Regions from separate parts of the Sus scrofa genome. Here region 2 is linked to region 1. Evidence: chromatin contacts called from public Hi-C data. All regions are on one chromosome and are shown on one strand. Each heading gives the region's core, a stretch centred on a gene start, on an enhancer-like site or on the middle of the called end of the contact. The rest is flanking DNA. Distances are from core to core; before and after follow the strand shown.

Evidence for each region. A called contact is a pair of places that touch in the nucleus more often than the background predicts.
Region 2: a contact with region 1 is called in a Hi-C map of subcutaneous adipose tissue, with 1.9 times the contacts expected there. The contact joins the promoter of CD109 here to the promoter of COL12A1 in region 1. A contact is called at or near these places in 1 of 5 promoter capture datasets (fetal liver), 7 of 47 Hi-C or Micro-C datasets (embryonic fibroblasts, epiblast stem cells, fetal skeletal muscle and 4 more) and 1 of 2 datasets of contacts at active chromatin or transcription factors (skeletal muscle).

Annotation. Positions count from the first base shown.
Region 1 is chr1:90,740,964-90,748,015 of Sscrofa11.1, forward strand. It overlaps COL12A1 (collagen alpha-1(XII) chain), which reads left to right and starts at 3,446. Exons shown (of 51, transcript XM_021092374.1): 1 at 3,446-3,921; 2 at 6,848-6,955. The coding sequence starts at 6,883.
Region 2 is chr1:92,235,682-92,242,563 of Sscrofa11.1, forward strand. It overlaps CD109 (CD109 antigen), which reads right to left and starts at 5,398. Exons shown (of 33, transcript XM_001927545.6): 1 at 4,929-5,398; 2 at 3,484-3,656. The coding sequence starts at 5,002.

The DNA of each region.
Region 1 (7,052 bases), core at 2,196-4,695:
TAGAAGCTAAGGCCGGTCTGTGTAATCTGCAAGCCTTCCTGAAATGAGCACCCCTTCCTTTGTTGACCCCGACCAGAACCTCGAAACAGCCTTAGCGCAAGATTTCCTCTAGGCAGCTAACTCACAGGCACACGGAAACTTTTTGTCACCTCACTCGATCCTCCGTCCTTCTCTGTAGAACAGGTCAACTTCCAGCCTTCACGTTCTAGAACTTTGACGTCCGACGCCAGGGTCCGCCGTTACCGCTAGATCGCGCTGTCGGACAAGAAATCTGAAGCTCGGGAGCCGCCGGGAACCCAGGAGCCGAAGGGAGAAGAGGTGGGCGCAGTCGATGGGGAGAGAGGACTAATGAAGGTCCCAGGATGTGGCTGAAGGAGCAAAAGCCACAGAAAAACCCGAACTGAATAAATCCGACAAGATCTGCCTCCCATGGATAAATAACCAGTTGTTGCAAACGTTAATGGGTCCCAAGGGGTGTTAAGAACCCGACACACTAATGAAGGGCACAGATTGGAAAGGGGTTTACACCTTTTTTACGCATTTCCCCGCTTTCCGTACTAGGAGTCCAGCAGAAGGGCCCCAGAGGCCAAACAGTGTAGAAGGGGTGCTGGGAGGCGCCCCCCAAGACGCACCCTTGGTTGCGTTTACGTGGCATCCTTGTCCCCTGTGAGTGCGTGTGCTTGAACTAGCTTGTGGATCTGGATCTGTGTACTTCCCCACCCGGGCGTCCCCTCCCTTCTTCTCTCAACCGACTCTGGAAACTCTGCTTATGATCTTTTTTTTTTGTCCTGAGGGTTGGAGGGCTTTTGCAGCGGGTGGTTTACATCGGCTACATCTTCTTTGCAACTTTTTTTTTTCACTTTTCCCAAGTTTTATTGAAGTATGGTTGACCTAAAATGCTGTGATAATTTCTGCTGTACAGCAAAGTGATTCAGTTGTATATGTACACACATCCAGTCTCTTTCAGATTCTTTTCTTACATAGATGACCACAGAATATTGGGTAGAGTGCTCTGAGCTATAGGACAGGTCCCTGTTGGCCAGTCATTCTGTATACATCCATGTGCATATGCCTGTTTCAAACCCCCAGTCCACCACCTCCACCTGTCCCCTTTAATAACTATAAGTTTTTCAAAATCTGTCTGTTTCTGTTCTGCAAATAAGTTCATTTGTATCCTTTTTAAAAAGAGTCCACATATAAGTGATATCATATGATATTTGTCCTTCACTGTCTGATTAATTTCACTTAGGATAATCTCTAGGTCCATCCATGTGGTGCAGCAATTATTTTCAAATGTTTTAAATCAAAGCCTGTGAACTAGGATGCTTTGAGGATTCTCAGGAGGATGGCCTGTGGGTGCGCCACGCTGCTCAGGGTTGGAGAGCTGAAGCCTCTCCCACCTAGTCTAGAGTCCTCCAGCCTTGGGAAGAGGAAGCCTACTTCTGCCCTTGGCTCTCCGAGGGTCACCGACTGCTCCACTCCTGGGCTGATAGATGCTTTTGCAGCTCCAAGTCAAATGAACAGGAGAAAATTAATTTTTAAACCAAGAATATCAACAACCAGTTATGTTGCTTCCTAGTCCACATTGCCACCATAAATGAAAAAAAAAAAAGTAGTACATACACACACACACACACACACACACACACACACGCACACAACCCCCACCCCACTTGGGGAAAATGCAAACTCCAGCCAGCCTGGGTTGATGTGCAAAAGGCAGCAGTTTTCCTTTTCTAGACTGAGGTGTGGGTTTCCCCTGGGGCGTCCCTGGCGGTTCCAGGCCGAGGCGCAGCGCTCCTTGCGCGGGGTCTGGACAGCGGCTGCTGGGACTTCTCTGCTCCCCTGTTCTGTCCCCTAGGCTGTCACCCGCCCATGTGCGTCCGAGAGAAGGAGTTGAGTGAGAGTGCGGGTGAAGGCTGTCCGTAGGCGGGGGATAGGGCTCAGTGGTACCCAGGTGATCGCCGGACGCTGGGGCATGCAGGTCGTGTTGTTCACGCTCTGGGCGCTGGTGGTGGCGGAGTGAGGAATGTTTGTGCCAGACACCCAGGTTGTGAGAGTTTGACGGGGAAAAGCCCTGTGCGCTGTGTGCGTTTGGGCTCTTTGTGTGAGCTCCCGGCTGGACTTCGCGTGGGCCGTGTGTACGCGGGGAATGTGCGGAGGTGGTGATTCCCAGTTTCCTCCATTCTCTCCCTCCAGTCTGGTCTCCGGCTTTCTCCCACTTTCGCTGGGCAGCCAGTGCGTGGGTCGGGGTGCAGGGGACCGCCCTGCAAGTTCTTTTCATTCTAAAGGCAAGTTCGGGGTCTATCACGCTTGATGGAGGGAAGGCCGAATTAGCAGAAGCCAAATCAAACAGGGAAGAGAGCTTTACACTGTATACACCACTTCTATTTTGGGCGGTTAATTCCAGGAATGCCCCTCCCGCGTTCTCTTCTGCGCCCCCTCCTCCACTCCCGGAAGCTTAAACTTGCAGGAGTAACGCCTGGGCTTTGAGAAGCCCAAAGGCGCAGGGTTGGCTCCAAGAGCAACAGAAGGTTGTAATCAGAACCTTTCCTGAAGTCCTTTTCTGATGCCACAGTATAAGAAACCCGCGCTTCCTCTCGTGCGCCTAGCAGCTCTAGGTGCCAGGCTCCCCGCTGGGGGCCAAGGGGTGGAGCAGAGCGGGGAAGGGGCGGCAAAACCTGGAGACGGTGCAGGCAGGACATCCGCCGCACCTTTAACCTACAGCTCCCAGCAGTTGGGGTGGGGGAAAACTTTTTCCCCCTCTGTCGGCTTGACCGTGGGGCAGGGGTGGTTAAGCGCTAAGCTTTCTGTCTGAAGCCTCTATTTGGAACCGGGTTTGTTCCAGCCCTAGGGAGAAATTTCTAGGGTGGCCGGAACTTGTTTTTGAGAGGCTTCAAGTTCTGAGGATCCCTAGGTTTCCTACCCTTCCTTGCTCTCTTCCCTCGGCTCAAATGAAGCCTCCCAGTTCCTTCCCGAAGCCCCAAGGGGAGAAACAGTAATGGGAAAGCCATCCCCTAGCTGAGTCCCGCGCAGGCGGCCGTCCGGGTTTCCAATCGCCGGAGACTGAAAAAGACAGAAGGCGCGCCGCGTGCGCAGACAGTTAGTTAATGGAAACCCTGTAAATCGGTTTTAAGTGCACCCAGGACGGAGGGGGAGGAAGGTGTAGGTGGTGATGATGGGGGATCGGGTTAGGATGGGGTGGGGTCGGTCACATTCTTGCAGTTTTGAAAATGAGAGTCGCCTACGTCCCTCCCATTGTCCTTAAATTACAAAAATAAATCTATTAAGGAAAATCCGCACAGATAGGGAAACCCGACCTCCCCAGCCCGCCCCAAGCGGAGGAGTGAGTGGCTTCCCTTGGCAGAGAACCCGTCTGCGGCTATCCCCCTCCCCGCTTCCTCCTCCCCCTTTTCGGCCCCCTCCCCCCCTCCCTGGCGGGGCACAGCTACTACGGCGATCGCCACCTCACGCAGAAGGAATGTTCGAAGTATGCACACGTTCCCTAAAGTAGACCTCCTTCACCGCCGGAGGAGCATACATCACCCCGTGGCAGCCGTCCACCTTCTCAGGCGTTTCGTAACCGAGTAAACTGAGAGTTGGGAACAGCCCTCTATTAAGTAGCCCGCGTCGCGGAGCCTCTTCCCACTCGACGAAGGCGAGCCTTCCCAGACGCGTCCGCTCGCCGGCAGCTGCGGTCCGGGCCGTCTCCGCCTGTCCTGCCGCGCCTGCCGCTCGGACTGGGATCCTCATTCGCCTCCTCCTCCCCGGTGGCTCTGCCGCTGCCACCTCCCGGCAGCCGCCAGGTGCGCCTGGAGAGCAGCACCAATTGCTGGGCGGGCGGAGGTCACACCGAGCGCCAACTTCTACGACGCCGGGAAACCGCTGTAGCCGCTGCTGCCTAGGTCACCACCGCCTCAGGTCGGTCTGGCTTCTAGCCCCCTCACCCCAGCCCTTCCAAAGATAACTAGGGCGACTTGCTTCGAGCCTGGTCCTTGCTCTGCTCTAATCCATGAAGGATCCCGAGCGGGGGCCTTTGGGACTTTTGAGAGTGAAGATGTGCCGGATATACTGAGATTTTGCGATTCATTTATATCTTTTAGGTAGGAAGAATACAGGTTTTCTTAAGAGCGCAGGGTGGCTGTGCGTGCATAAATGTTCCATGTTCCAGTGTAGAGGGATTTCGGCTAGAGATGCTTCATTGAACTTGATAAAGTTTGCGCGGGGTTGTGTGACCGGCTTCCCTCATGGCCTCGAGATTGCCGTGGTCCAGCCTGCGCGCAGGGAAGGTATTTCAGTGACACAGGGTTCGGAATTCTTTGGAGAGCAGGCTGAGTGCTCCGCCGCTCCTCAAGGCTGCGCGGATGTATGTGGCATCTCGAGACAGATTCCTGGGCGAGGGTCCTGGCTTCTTCCTCTGCTTTTCAAAGCATCAGAGATGTTGGGTGAGTTCAGATCTCGAGGACTCGGCTTTGTCCAGCTTTACCCAGCTTCTGGAGACAGCTTCCCCTCCCGATCTATTCGGGAGTGCATTGGTGGAGGCCCTACTCAGGGTCCTGGAACCTCCATCCCATATCCTAGAGAGTGTAGGGATGGGAAAGTGTGGGCTCTGGGCTTATTTACCGAGCGGGCACCCGTAGCCAGGGAGCAGAAGAGGCATGCCGGCAGAGGCCGGAATCAGACACCCGCAGAGGCGGCAGGTGACCTTTTTGGGATTATCCGGGACCCCCCTTCCGCCACATCAACCTGGACTCTGTGGCCTTCTAAAGACCTACAGCGCTGGGGAGGACAAGAAAGGAAATGAGGGCTAAAGTCGCCCTGGGGTAACTGTTGTCGAGGTCGCTGTGGGTAGCGCAGGAGATCTGGAAGGACCCCTGCGGGGTGGGGGTGGGGATGTAATTTCCTTTAACTCTACGCGGGAGTGAAAGGACTCGGCCTCATCCAGCGGGGTGGGGGAGGGGAAGAGTCGGCCGAAGGCGATCAGTTCCTTAAGCCTACCCCCGCTCCCCCGCAACAGACTCATTTTCATTCATGAGGGTGAACTGAGGGAATCCTCGCTGCTATGTAGGGACGGCAGCTTTAAACTTCACGTCTGAGAATGCGCAATGAAGTGTTGCTAAACATTCAGACAAATGTTTTGGCTAAACGGAGAGAAAGCTTCCCCCCGCTTGCCTCGTTTTAAAAGCTTATGGACTGAATGCCTGGCTGGCTGGCTGAACTAATTGCGTTCAGAACCCGGTAGAGAAACGATTCATTGTGCCGCTGCGTCAGGAAGCCGATAGGTGGCGCTCTAGACCCAGACACTAGCCCTTCCACGACTCCGGTTTTTGTAGAGAATACAGCGGTTAAAAAAAAAAATCTGCACACAGCTTTTCGGTGGGTCGACTGTCAGCCTTTAACTTTTCATGAGCACGACTGCCAACTAAGTTGGAAATGATTATCGCAAAGTTAAGGCCAGACGACGGGAACAATGGGCCAGTCTCACCTCTTGCTTTTCACTGATGTAGAAAAGGAAGGGTTAGAATGTCAAACAGTTGCTAATTAGGAAGAAAGAAATTGCTAGAGCCCTTGGATCCCCAGAGCAGCGACAAAATTTTAATCTTGGCTTCATAAAAAGGAGCTCCGGGCAATTTGGCACGGCTGTTCATCGGACATTTAAAATGCAATTTACACTCAGGCCCAGGAAAGCTGCCCTGATATGCTGTGCCAATAATTTGGAAAACCATGGTTGGAGCTTGTCAGTTTCTTTTCTCAAAGAGGGCTCGACCTTTGGCTCATTTTTGTATTCCTAAGCATGACTTCGTTTTTCACAGGACCAGTTTGTTGCCATCTGATAATTTCTATACCTCAGAGTCAACTCTTTTTTTTTTTTTTTTTTGACTCTGGCAGCTTCCTACTTATAAGTTCATTGCTAGTAGCTTTTGTCTCTGAATTGGACCTTAGAATATTTTAGAAGATTCCCTACTACGGACACGGCACTGATTAGGCACCTACTGTGTTCTGGGAGCCACAAAAGATGAATAAGACTTTTTGTCTTTAAGGAATTAATAACCTAGTTACAGAATCAATAAAAATGAGAGTAGAATATATTCTCCTCTGGAGCATATAAACCTGTAACCTTCTGGAAAAAAATGAACAGTTAAAAGAAAAATTACTGAGAATTTAAAAAAAAAAAGTGTTGGGAAAACAAAATATTTTGTCTCTTCTCTTGCTTGTCCCTTTTTATTATGTATTATGTTTTTTCCTCATCTTGAATAAAAGATTTATCAGATGTGAAGGCTATACAGCTAGTAGGAGAGTAAAATTTTGCTTGGGCCCTGCATATTTCTGTATACTTCGTTTTAGACCTTCAAGAACTGCATATTTGTAGGCAGAACAAAATGAGGAAAAAAGAGAGTAAGAGAGGTTTATTATACTTTTCCAAATTACCCGGAGACCACGAAAGTACAGTTACCTAAAGAGTTCAGCAGCTAGGAAAAATCGGCTGGCCAAATAAAAACCCCAGCTGGAAGAGACATTGAGTTGAGCCCGGAATAAAATGACCTCTGAATTAGCCATCTCCGGGCAGGATGAAGTCACCTGGGGGCTGGTGAGGCCTTCAGCTGGGATGCTAAGCAGGACCAGCCTCCAGGAAAACAGGTCTCTCTTTAAACTTGAACTCCCCCTCTTAGTGCCCTAACTAAATTTCTGTAGATGAACTTGACTTCCACTGCTCCACAATAGGCCTATTATATGCTGGGCTGGCCCCTTTGGTTATTAAGGCAGATCTAGTCGGGTCCTCCAGTTCTAACCTGGTCCCAGGCCTGCCCAGACCCGGTTCTGATGCGGTCACTGCTTCCTCCTGCAGTTCCCTTCATGTGGTTGTGAGCCCCGAGGCCGAGCATGCGGACCAGGCTTCCCCCAGCGCTCGCCGCCCTGGGCGCGGCCCTGCTCCTGTCTTCCATTGAGGCAGAAGGTAAGAGACTTCTCTCTCCTCCTTGCCCAGGAGAGAATTCTAGAAAGACGGGGGAAAAAAAAAAAAACCCAAAACCCAAATCAGACCTTACTCGCCT
Region 2 (6,882 bases), core at 4,148-6,647, 1.5 Mb after region 1:
AAGAAACCCTCCACATAACCGGGTAGAATGAAAGGAAAAAAAGAGAGAGAGAATAAATGAACTCTTCCTTGAGGATAAGCCATACTTTTCTGCCTTTATTAAGGTATAGTCTGTCTGCAATTCAAAACCTTTAGCTATAACTATTTCTGACACAAATTAAGCTAAAAATACATTCTGATTATAGTGAAATACTGCCCTACTCCTGTGGTTTCTAAGACCAGACCTGCTAGAAACAGTTCCCCTCTTACCCAGCTCTGCTAGAAGATGAATCCTTGTTAAAACCAATTTTTTCTTGGCAGGAACTTCTTGGAGGCCCTCATAAGAAAATGATTAAATAATCACACCTAAAATGTATTTATTTGTGTTTATGTGGCAAGGAAAAAAAAAATGAATCCCAGGGAGATCCAGACCCCATTGATTTAGAAAGTGCTCCTTTATCTACATATTGTTACACCTCCAGAAATTAGATAAAGCAGCGGATGTGAAGACAAGGAGGGAGGAATGTCTTGGTCCTTAAGTCCTAACCTTACAGGAAGCATCTGCTCTGAGAACAATGACTCACAGCCCCTGACAGCAAAGTTAACTATTCTCCTTTGAAAGAGAGAGAGTTCTCCAGGCAATGGCATTTGCCAGCTGAGTCCAAAAGAGGCCCCAGAGAGCAGTGCATTTTCTCTCTCTCTTTTTTTTCAGGGCCACTCTTGGCTATGGAAGTTCCTAAGCTAGGTGTTGAATCTGAACTGCAGCTGCCAGCCTACACCACAGCCACAGCAAGGCAGGAGCCAAGCCAAGTCTGTGACCTACATCACAGCTCAGGGCAATGCCAGATCCTTAACCCACTGAGCGAGGCCAGGGATCGAACCTGCATCCTCATGGATCCTCGTTGGTTCGTTACCTCTGAGCCACAAGGGAACTCCCATTTTCTCTTTCTTTTTCAAAGATCCATTCTGTTCCCAGGGTTGTGTTGTCTGACCAGATATTGGGCACTTTCCAAAAGCACATGACACACTTTCCTCCCAAAGGAAAAATCTAGGAATAAAGTTTAAAAGCCAAGCAACAATAACACGCACCCCAGTGTTTGTACTATTTGCACAAAAAAAAGAAAGGAAACAGACAAAGGAGAATGCAGAAAAGACTGCAGGAGAAATTCTAGAAAAGAGTATGCAAATGTCCACGCAAAGCCCAAATGTTTATCAAAATCATCCTTGTTTTTCTGGACCTTTGCACTGCAGTAAAACTGCCACACTAGCAGAGCCAAAATGATAATTCTTATTCAATAAATGATGAAGGTGGAACTCCTCAAAGTGTTTTCTGCTGTGACTCAGTATTTCAGTATTTTCTTTATCCATTCTCCTAAGACCAAGATTCATTCATTTTCAGAATAAATAGTTCAATCAAAGTAGAGATTTGCCTCCATGTAAAAAGGAAATTACACTTCCTGCATCTTACTCTACAATAGCATTACTACTGACAATGTTAATGGCTGTCATTTATTGAGTACCTAATGGTACTGTGTACTGATTTTAACTTTATAACTACGCTGGGAAGTACATTACCCCCATTTTATTTCTTTTAATTATTTTAAATGATTTTTATTTTTTCCAACTATAAGTTGGTTTACAGCGTTCTGTCAATTTTCTACTGTACAGCAATGTGAGCCAGTCACACACACACACACACACACACACACACACACACACACACACATATATACATCCTTTTTTTTTTATTTTATCCTCCATCATGCACCATCACAAGTGACTACATATAGTTCCCAGTGCTATACAGCAAATCTCACTGCTTATAGATGAGGAAACTGAAGTACCTGCCCAGGATCACACATCAGTGCTAAGACTCAATCTCAGAGCTTAAGCACTAACTACACTGCATCTCCAAAGAAACAAAGTCTCTCACGTTCCTGACATCACTGCTACAAGAGACACAGTGGCTTGGCCTCTGCACACATCACCTCTTTCTGACTCCTATCCCAAACTCGCCCACCCAGTCTATCAACTTCCCAGAGAAGAAAGAACCTTGGATGTATATAAACTATGATTTTATCTCATTTCATGATAGTGTTCATTTCTTTTTTTATTTATTTATTTTATAGCCTCACCCACAGCATATGGAAGTTCCTGGGCCAGGGATTGAATCTGACCCACAGCTACAGGCAACACCAGATGCTTTTAACCGAGTGCACAGGGCCAGAGATCGAACCTACACCTCCACAGCAAACCAAGCCACTGAAGTCAGATTCTTAACCCACTGCACCAGGGCGGGAACTCCTGGCGTTAATTTCTATATGCTAATGAAAGACAAGCATTTATATAATGAACTACTGTGGAATCCCATCCACCCTTCGTTTTGTGCCCTTAAATGATTTTTTTAAGTTAACTCTTGGAGTTCCTTTGCGGCACATCAGATTAAGGATCTAGCATTGTCACTGCAGTGGCTTAGGTTGCTGCTGTGGCACAGGTTTGATCTCTGGCCAGGGAACTTCCATATGCCATGGGCGTGGCCAAAAAAAAAGTTAATTCTTAACATTACAGGAATTTATGCCTCACTTTCTAGCCTCTAACTAAACATCTAAAACTGCTTCTAGCCACCGTATCCATAGTTGGGTGGTAGGATTTTACAACAACTGATTTTAGTTTATTTTCTTTACTTCCACTGTTTATCAGGTTGCTAGCAGTGAGTGTATATTTACCCTTTCAATTAGAAAAAAAATCAATGTTTGTTTTAATGAGGAAAAAAGTTTACATATTTAACTATTTACCCACAAAAATTATTTTTTCCTTAGTATTGAAAAAGACATTCATTGACCCAATTTGATCCTGGGCCTGGTTAGATACCATACTTAAAACAGGAGATGTGGGTTCTTTTACAAATGGCTCCCATTAAAAACTTCTGCATTATCTTTCTTTTTTCCTGTTACTTAAAAAACTAAAAAATATTCTATAAAACTAGATATTAACTCTAGCTCTTCTTTTCCTCCTCACAGGCCTACTTAGTAAAATCCTCTGCACCCAATAAAGAAATATGGTTATACATGGTTTGTATAAACCCTACATAAATATGATTTTGTGTCACATCTCCTCTTCTGGGCATACACTGGCTGGCATCCCTAGCCTCTGGCACAGCTGAACATGGCCATCAGAAGTGGAAGCATATGAGCCACATCCAGGAGTGGCCATAAAAACCTCCACGAAAGAAACTCCATGCTCTTCCCCTGCAGCCGTGCAGGCCATGTACTGATGATGATGGAGCCACAAAGAGGAAGGAACCTGGGTCTCAGAATCTGCACCAGGAAGAGCATCCCAGGAGCACCGTTTTCAACTCCACTTGGCTAAGAATTCAAAGTGGATTCCATAAGCCACTGAAAAAGAGGGGCTTCTCCATTGCCCCATCTAGCACACGGCTTTATCGACAGACTCCACAGTTGCATAAGACTATCACAGAAGCATAAGACTCTGCGGTTTAGCTTACCTTTTTCAAAGACTCCTTCTGCTTCCAGGACAGAGACGGTGAGGTTGGCTGCCATCTTGACCAGCTCCGCTTTCACAGTGACCTGTGAGGGGCTGTGTTCCAGAAGTTCCACCCCAATAGTCACGTTTCCTCCTGGCCGGATGATCCCAGGGGCTGTTACCAGAAACCTGGGCCTAAAGAGTTCCCCACGGGGGGAAAACAAAATTTCTTATCCTCATATCTCCATTCTTTTGAGATCCTCAAATTTCACAGATAGGGAGACAGACCCGCATGCTTGTCCACTGCAACTATTCCAAATAATATTGACCCCCCTGCTCCATTTAGCAAATAAAATGCTGTTGAAACAACAATAATTCTCACTAATCCATTTTTTCATCCAGTTTTCTCGAGATTTAATTGATATATAGTGCCATGTAACTTTAAGGTGTACAGATAATGATTTAACTTACATACATTATGAGATGATTATCACAATAAGTTTAGTGAACAATCATCATCTCATAGATACAAAATTAAAAAAGATACATTTTTTCACTGTGATCATAACTCTAAGGATTTACTCTCTTAATAACTTTCACACATAATGTAGAGCAGTATTAAATATATTTATCATGTTGCACATGCCCATCAATCAGTTTTAATGCAGTAATTCGTGCACCGCTAGAGGACAGTGTCATTATTTCCATGCTACAAACCAGAAGTAGCACAGGATGGCTTACACTGGGACATGCAGACAATACTTGGAAAGTACAAGCCTCTGTACTTCTCCTTTACAGAAGACATCATCCCAGAGTGATTTTTTTTTTCTTGGCTTAAAGGCCCCCCCACCCACACACAAACACACACAAATACACATACACACAAACATGCACTTGTGGATTTTGCCTGTTTCTTATCTTGGGCATCTACTCAAGAAAACATCATCTAACCAACACCACTGATCAAAATATACCAACTGAAATGAAACTATCAGTAGTGACATTTCCAGGTGGAGCAGAGCATAAAAATCGCTAAAACAGCACTTTCTCTGCCAAAGCTAGTGGTTAGGGATCAAGGGCAAAAACTCAGGGCGGGGGAGGGGGGAGAGTGATTTCCATTAATGAGGTGTCTCCTTAGTTATCTTCCTATAAAATCTGCACCTGAACCCATAAGCCACCTCAGCTACACCTTGCCAATGCCAAAGTTCAGACATCTTGTTTGGAAAAACAGGCATGCAAAAAATATCTTTAAGAGAAGAAGGCACATTATTTGAAAGCAAAAAGTTGAGAAAAGCGCAGAGGCAACGTGGACTAAAAATAAAAGGACTGTCTTTAAGAAAGCAGTTATGGCCAAAGACGCTGAAACAACCTCGTGGCTGGAGAAAGTCACTGCCCCCTGCCGAGCTGAACGATGTAGGATCAGAGCTCCAAGCCCCCGCCCCAAGCCCGCGCCCCAAGCCCCCCTACCCGGGGGCCGCCGCCAGCACCGAGCTCCACATGCAGACCAGGTGGGCGGCTGTCACGAGCAGGGGGCCCAGCATCTCAGCGGCGTCCGCCGGGCAACGCGAGCTCTCGAGGCAGTCGGCAAGGCACTGCGGGGTGTGGCCCTCCACCTCTTCCCGGGTGTCTCCCTGACTCTGGAGTTCAGCAGTCTGCACTGGGCGCGCCCGCCAGTCGAGCGAGGGATCTAAATCTAGCCGGGACCCGGCGGCTCCTCCCCTCCCGCCTCATCACAATGGCGCTCCCGGGCGATCAGCCTGGCCCGGCCCGCGCCCTACCTCCCGGCGGGAACACCGGGCGCCCGCTTCCCGGCCACCGTGCCCCTCGGGCTGTTTACACTAGCGCCCCAGCAGCGGTGCCCAGAGCGCCTAAACAGTCCCATCCTTGTGTGGAGAAATTCATAGCGGCTCTGCGGTGGAAAAAAATCAGTCATTGTCCTGCAGACTCTGAGTCAGAACTTTGGAGAAATGGCAAACACGCGCGCGCGCGCACATATGCACACACACTCTCACACAACACACACACACACACACGTGCCAAACAGAAGTGTATTTTCTGGTACTTCTTTAACGTATAGGAGCAGACACAAGAGAAAAACTTGTTTTCCTTAAAACAAAAATTGTTTGCCACTCCAGGAAAATGTCGTTGCTCAGTTTTTGTTTTTGTTTTTGTTTTTGTTTTTTTTTAAAAAAAAAAGGAAGAAAATTCTGGCACATAATAAAGTTAGGTGTTGCTCCTGGAACTCTGAGAAACAATTATGCGGGGAGATGCTACAGAGAGTACCCATTAGCACCGTGACGTTTGGAGCGATTTGTGTAAACACAGAAGAAGAGTGGCTTTCCTGCCCATGGAGGCCAGTGGCCCAGGGTGCCCTGAGCCCCAGATCCTGCGTCCCCACTGGTCTGCAGCCCCTTCCCAGCTCCTTGGCGCTGTCACCAACTTCAGATGACTCAGGTTTCACCATGACTACACCATACAAGCAGAGAACTTCCAGAAACTGTTGGAAAACGGGCACATTCAGTCCCTCGCAACTTGAAGTTTCTAATTCATGGGGGAAAGTTTTAGACGGTGACATTTTAATACCAGGCAAAATGCAGAAGAAGAGGTCAGCAAAGAGTAGCCTCCTCACAGAGCTAGGCGCTAATTAAGGGGAAGAGTAGCACCTAGACAAGCTGTGGTTTTGAAGTCCAGGAACTTGCCTTCCTCTCCTTCCTGTTCCACCCTTTTTCACCCGCGCAACAGCTTTCAGAGGCTCTGTGTCCTCACATCTCCTACACATTCCTATCTTTAGTGGCAGATTTCCTGTACAGGCAGGGCTTGGTTAAAATAAAAAAGGTTGGAGTGAGTCCTTGGGTACAGGTCCAGTCCCTGATGCAGCGGTTTACTGCCTGTATCGTCTCCCCACCTCTGTCGCTCTGGGTCAAGAAGGGGCTGTGTCAGAATGTAAATCAGTGCTTCTCAAACTCTAGCGTGTATGAGAATCACAGTAAAAGGGAGATGCTGATTCAGCAGCTCTGGCATAGGGACTGAAATTCTGCTTTATTTCTCAACCTACTATGGGCCACGGAGAGTCTAAGGTAGAGGTAATTTGGGAGCACTTTTGATGAGAAAAAAACTAGTTGGGAATTTAGAGAAAAGGCTCTTCAAGTTTCACTTCATAAAATGGATCGATAAATCTAGATTTATTCTAGAGGCAGGCAAATGTAAAAAGGACTCCAAAAGATTAGTTGTTAATGTGGTATTCCAAGAAGACTTCTAGAAGGGGTTAGAACCACCTAGTTGTTTTATAAAATTAAATCTGTGCAGATTTTAAATTGATGCAACCTCCCTGTTTATGTGTTCCTTCTCATAATAGGTAAGAAAAGCTTAACCATACAAAAATTTAACCATGTGGATTTGCACAGAGATAAAGCTCAATAAA